Regions from separate parts of the Sus scrofa genome. Here region 2 is linked to region 1. The links are chromatin contacts, called in public promoter capture Hi-C maps. All regions are on one chromosome and are shown on one strand. The core of a region is the stretch at or near the end of the contact, and the rest is flanking DNA. Distances in the headings are between cores, read along the strand shown.

Evidence for each region. Promoter capture Hi-C pulls out the DNA fragments that hold promoters and counts their contacts.
Region 2: a promoter capture Hi-C map of liver shows a contact between it and region 1, with 3 times the contacts expected there. The contact joins the promoter of HUWE1 here to the promoter of KDM5C in region 1. A contact is called at or near these places in 2 of 5 promoter capture datasets (fetal liver and liver) and 1 of 47 Hi-C or Micro-C datasets (heart right ventricle).

What each region holds. Positions count from the first base shown.
Region 1 is chrX:46,001,934-46,005,174 of Sscrofa11.1, reverse strand. It overlaps KDM5C (lysine demethylase 5C), which reads left to right and starts at 1,960. Exons shown (of 25, transcript NM_001097433.1): 1 at 1,960-2,631. The coding sequence starts at 2,482.
Region 2 is chrX:46,442,563-46,445,954 of Sscrofa11.1, reverse strand. HUWE1 (E3 ubiquitin-protein ligase HUWE1) reads left to right here and starts at 1,640. Exons shown (of 85, transcript XM_013986152.2): 1 at 1,640-1,758; 2 at 1,959-2,058.

The sequences.
Region 1 (3,241 bases), core at 711-3,210:
CCCATGTAACAGTGGGCAAGTCGTTTAATCTGTCTGGAACTTGATTTCTCATCTATGGAATGGGTAAATTGACCTACATCTTTCCCAAGGCAAGTATTAAGGGAAATAATTGGTATGAAAGAGATATGTGGGCTGTTAGATGCTTACACACTTGAGAGGGTAGTGTTACTGTTATTAGCATCACCTCATCTAGCTTTATTTCCCATCCAGACAGTTGTTCAATTGGGTCATTCATCTGTGTTTCTGGTGGAGAGGGGCTGAGGTTTCCCTGACACCTAGAAGACTAGATAGGAGATGTCACTTCCTATTTGTATTATTTGGGACAAGCTTCCTCATAAGCCAAGTAGGGATAAAGACTCCAAACATTCAAGACAATCTAAGGATTCAGGTGATTAAAAAAAAAAATCTGAAATCATGGGGCACAATGCCTAGCACAAAGGAGATTCTTAATGAGTTTTGACATATTGTTTGTCAACTCTCAGAAATAAAAATAACAGTTTACAGATACTGAGGGCCTTCTCAATGCCAGGTTCTGTATGACAATCCCACAAGGTAGGTGTTATCAGCCCCATACAACATCATTCGGTTTCAGAAGTTGGGACTTACCAAGGTCACATAACTAAAAATGGCAGAGCTGGTGGGACCCCAGGATGTGAGCTCCTACCAATGTTCCCTGCTCCTTCGGAGAGGATACCCTTACCTCAGTCCTGAGTTGGCAATATGATATATACCTAACTGATTAGGAACAGTTAACTAAATGAAGAAATGACTCTCTCCACCTTCTTCAAACATATTCAAGCTTACAGCAGAAGCTTAAATATACATGGGAAATGTTTGAAAAGAATATATAGTATTTTCAATATATACCAAGGCTGCTCAAAAATATATTCATTTTTCTTTTGTTTACTCAACATTAACTTTCTGCTTGCCATGTCAAGTGCTAAGGATGTATAAGGGCACATATTCCCTGCCTTTAAGGAATTCAGTCAGATGGGGAACACAAAATAAGCACTTAATCAGCATGTACACAAGCACTCTAATATGTGCACAGTAGGTGTTCGAGCTGTACACTGTAGGCCCACAACTGATGAATAACTTGATGACCCTCAAATGCAGTAGATGCCTGATGTATGAGCTAAGTACTGGTTTGATACTCAAAGTAGTTAATAATAAACCTACTCAGAAACCGCTCACAAACATGTACACATAGTAGGTACTCAAATTCATGACAGGAACTGTATACAACAAATAAAACCCCCTTGCCAAATATTTGCTAAGTACACTGTAGGCTCCCAAATGGGCAAACACTAAGTGCTTCCCACGGTGGGCACTGGTAGGTGATAAATATACTGTTGCTAAAATTCGATAGTTAAAATATATATAATACTCTCAGACTATTTTGTAGGGGGATATGTCATAAATACGGACACAATAAAAGCGCATACAGAACAGTTGAAAGTGTTCATTAAAATGCTGACAATGACTCTGGGGTTGAGAAATGGAAGCCCCATCTCTGAGAGCCCCATCTACACGCAAACTCGGACAAAATAAATATTTCCTTCCTCTCTTCGGGACCCAGGATTCTAAAAATCCGCAATCCCTGGGAAGGGAGCAGCCTCCCGGCTTTCTTGTTTCAAAGCCCTAGAGCTATCAGCTCCTAAAGCTGGGAGCTCTGTACATTTTTCCCACCCTGCCGACCGGCAGAAAAGGGCCTCTTGCAATCAGGTGCCCGAAGCCGCCCACTGTGGCTCACACCGGAAAGACCCGGGAGAAGGAGAACATGTTGGGGCGGGGCTCGCTCCAGGGCTGAGGTCATCGAGGAGGTGCCAGTTTGGGTCCACCACCCACCAACGCCAGCTCCTCTTCCGGTTTGCTTTTATAACGCGCATGCGCACCACTGGCCTTTAAACGTGCACCGCCGGTCCATCCGGAAAGAGGATCCGGCAGTTATTTACAACTTTGCTCCTCCGCCGCTGAGGCGGACTATTTTCTTTCAGTCTGGGAGTCACTTTTGAGTTCCCGCTTCCTGATAGGGAACCCACGCCTGCCTATTCAGCTCAGTCCCCAGGAGATAAAGGCTTCCTAGGGCTCGGTCTCACGCAAGATAGACGAGGCTCGGAGGGCCATCCCGCGGAGGGATTCGGTTTGTTGTGGTGAGGGGAGGGGGGAGACGCTGACAAACCAAGATGGCGGCGGCGGCGATGAAGGCCCCGGCGGTTGGGAGGTAACTGTGGTGGCGAAGGCAGCGGTAGTTGGGAGGCAGCGGTACAGTTTGGAAGGAACGGAGCAAGACGAAGAGGCAATAGCCGTAGCGTCAGCCTGAGCCTCTGAGAGCGTGGCAGCTACACGCCCCCTGGGCCCTCGGCGGGCGGCGGCCGCCCCGCTTAGGGCCTAGTCTCCGAGCAGTGCCTCGGCTTCATACAGCGGTGTCCGCCATGAGCCCTTAAGGGCGGTCCGAGCCTTCCAGTCCTAAGACCCACCATGGAGCCGGGGTCAGACGACTTCCTACCGCCGCCGGAGTGCCCAGTGTTCGAGCCTAGCTGGGCGGAGTTCCGAGACCCTCTCGGCTACATCGCGAAAATCAGGCCCATCGCCGAGAAGTCGGGCATTTGCAAGATCCGCCCACCCGCGGTAAGGCCCTGGGCTGGTGGTTGCGGGCGGACAGGCCGGGGATGAAGAACTAGGATAGCGGGCGGAGAAGTTTTGGGGCGGAGGGCAGCTTGAAGTGTGAGGAGATAGGGTGGCCGGGACCGTTGTGGATGCGACGCAGGTGGGAGAAAGGGTACTGGGGCCAGGGGTCCTTTCGTGAGCTGAGGGCCCCTAGTCAGAGACCCACACCCCCACTCCCACCTCGCCCTTCAGAATCAGTGAGATTCAAGACAGGGATGCTTAGTGGCCCGGGGAGAGTTCACGGAGAGGCTCCCCGCACATCTCTTGGTTATCCCAAACTGCCTAGGTCAAGGCTGCACTAAATAAGGCTTTTTTCCTATTTACTGGTATCACTTCTCTTAAGGCAGGCAGCGTGGTGTAGTGGGAAGATCACAGCTCTGAGTTCAAAACTCCATTCTGCGGCTTACCAGCTGTGTGACCTTGGACAAGTAACGTAATCTCTCAGAGCCTGTGAAATAGGTCCCGTGAATGCTTATTTCGAGAATTGGATGAAACTAGGTAGCGTCTGTGTGTAATAGGTACTAGATAAGTGGTAATTATTGTGACTGTGAAGGTGTTTGATGTGGTCATT
Region 2 (3,392 bases), core at 391-2,890, 440 kb before region 1:
AACTAGACTTTCCGAGGCCTAGGAATCGACAGAAAAATTTAAAGGTTAGGCGTTAGCTAGAATTAATGCAGATGCTGTGAGAGATTGGAATTAAAATCAAAGTCCTTGTTGGACCTACTACATAGCACAGGGAAATCACCCAATACTCTGAGATGGCCTATATGGGAAAAGAATCTAAAAAAGAATGGATACATGTATATGTATAACTGATTCACTTTGTTGTACACCTGAAGTTAATCTAACATTGTAAGTTAACTATACTCCAATAAAATAAAAAAACAAAGTGTGCATTAAATTAAAAGGTTTTTTGAAAACTATAATAGCGATATTGGTGAAGGTATAGGAATATCTGAATACACTGGAATTCTAATATATTTCTGGTGGGACTGTTTATTGTTAACTGTTCTAGAGAGCCTATTCTATGTTTGGGGGGAGTGACCTTTTGACCCTAGCTACTTTATTTCTACAAATTTCTCCTTGAGAAGTCTCAGAAATATGCAAATATTTAGTTACATCAAATTTCATGTATTTCTTATAATTAAAAAAGACCTGGAGTTCTCTTGTGGCACAGGGGGTTAAGGATGTGGCATTGTCACTGCAGCAGCTTTGGGTTGTTGCTGTGGGGTGGGTTTGATCCCTGGTCCAGGAATTCCTACATGCCACCAGCTGCTTGGCAAAAAAAAAAAAAAAAACCAAAAAACCTGGCATTGAGGATTGCTTAAATAAATAATTAACATTATAATAGAATAACATTCACCCATTAAAAATAGCTTGTAAGAATATTTAATGGTCCGAGCTATCTCAAAGGGGCCTCCATAAAGCTGAGATTATACACAAAATTTTGTGTAAATATATTTGGCAGGCAGTAGATCCATTCATCAGATTCTCAATTTGGTGCATGAACCACTGCTCTGAAAGTGTTGGAATTAGAACCGGAGGGTACAATTAAAATTTTTATTTCCTCTATGTGTCAGTAGTACATCAGATAGTGATTTTGTCTGTATACTTTAAAATACTGAGTTAATACATACTTTTTGTTAAAACTTCAAGCCTTACCAAAGTATCTAGTTTTGACTCAAAGCTCCCTTCCCTTCTCACCCTCCAATTTCATTTTGCACCCCAGATGAAGCATGGTTAATGGGGTAACTCCTAACAGATTTTTATTCCTACGCGTTCACAAATGCAGATCCTCTATAAGCTCTTTGCCAATTGCACTGTCACCCCAAAAAATACCAAGAAGAAAAAGAGAGACTTCTTACTGAGGGTTCAGTACGTGCCTGAAGTAAGCGTTGTAAGGGTTTGCCCCTGTAAACTCACTGTGGTAGGCGCCCCCGACGTCTCCTGCCCTCCACACTGTGTCCCCACTCGCCCTCTTGACCCCCATTCTTCACTAGGCAGCTGGAGATTAATTTTTAAATGTAAATCAAATCAAATCATATCACCCTTCAGCGGTTTCCACCATGCCTCGAATCAAATCCCAATTCCTTAGCGACACTACTATCCTCTTTGGCTGCGTTTACTGAGCCTGGAGTAGCTCAGGCGCGGTCCCCTGCAGGGAACCCGGCTTCACCGCGGAGGGAGCGCCCTCCCAAGTGGCAGAGGCGGGGCTACTCGAGCGGGGGGCGGAGCCTCAGGCCGAGTGTGAGGAGAGCCAGCGGGGGGAGGTTTTCGGCGGAGGGCGAGCGAGGGGAGCAGGTCTAAAGCAGGGCCGCGGACTCGGCACGCTCCTGCGGGCCCCGCGGAGCTACTGCCGCCGAGGTGAGCGTCTTCCTCCGGGCTGAGGGGCGGGCTCTGTTCGCGCGGCCGTCCTCGGCTCCTCGCAGGGGGTTGTTCCCACGGGACCCTGCGCGGAGACGCGGAGGTGGCGGCCTTGGGGAGCCTGCGGGAGAGGCTGGTGAAGGGGCCCGGCGGCCTGCCTCAGCCCTCCCTCAAACCCCGCCTTCTCTCCCCTCCCCCAGGCCTCGGCCGGCGCCAGTGGAAGGCTCGCCGCATCTTCGGGGGCAGCCCGGGCAGCGGCTGGCAGCGCGGCGAGAGAGCGGCGGACAGTGGGGATGCGAGGTACCGGCATTAGTCTTGGCCAAGTGGCCCTAGAGAGGGAGTAAAGGCCGGGCCTTCTGCGTTTCTCTCAGGGGTTAAAGGAAGGCGGCCTCAGAGAAGGGGGAAGGTGAGGGGCTGGCAAGCAGGCTTCGCGGGTAACTACTAGGCGTCGTATATGTATGTTTTGGTATATAAATGGTACTACACACACACGCACACATTCATTTCGGCTAACAGCTTTTTAAAAACTTAATACGTCTTGTAGATTTTCCTATATCAGGGAATCTAAATTTATCTCATTTATAAACAGCTGCATTGTATGATTGTACTACAGTTTATTTAATCATTTCCCCATTGATGTACATTGGCTTGTTTCCCTTTTGGGGGAGGGAGGGGGCTATTACAAGCAATGCTATAATAAATGGGATTGTATATATACATATATATGTATATATATCTATATATCATGCACATGTGTATTTCTGTGGGAGAAATTCTTAGAAGAGTAATCGCTGGGTCAAAGTGTATATGCACTTTGAATTTTGATAGATTTGTCCAAATTGCCTTCCCCAAAGGCTATACTAATTACACTCTTCAATGTTGTGCGAGCGTGCCCATTTTTCCACAGTTGTGCCAACACGAATTATCAATTTTTGTAATTTTGTCTAAAGGGCAAAAATGGTATGTCATTGTTTTCATTTGCATTTACCTGATTACTAGCGAAGTTGAAATTATTTTTTATTTGTCCGATTGCAAAAGTAAACAGGCAAATATCAATAGTCTTCCTATCTATAAGCAATAAGCATTTTGGAAATTTAATACCAAAAAAAAAACCCTATTCTCAATAGCAAGAAAAACGAATAAAAATACCTAGAAGTAAACCCACAAAACTTTATTGAGGAATATAATGAAAGAACGTTTGCATACATGGTGAAGGAATACCATGCTTCTGGATAAGAAGGCTTAATTTTGTAGTGGTGTCCATTTTTCCTATGTTGATTTACACAATTCATGCAATTTCAATAAATATACCAAGTGTTTGGAACTTAATATGATTCTAAAGTTCATCCAGAAAAAAGATGGCAAAGAATAAACGAGAAAATATTTTAAAGATAAGTAAAGATGGGGGTATTTGTACTACCAGCTATTAAAGTGTACTCTAAAGGAACAATATATAAATTAGAATAGACAGAACAATGCATTAGAATAGGAAAGCCCACAAATCGAGCCAGATTGGAATCCTGGATTTATTGGAGAAATATTGTTGGCTAGAGGTGGAAAAACTGCCATATTAAAAGCTTCAAGCACGCATTCCCCCCCCCCCCTTGGAAGCTTGAATTTTCCTTTGAGGGCAG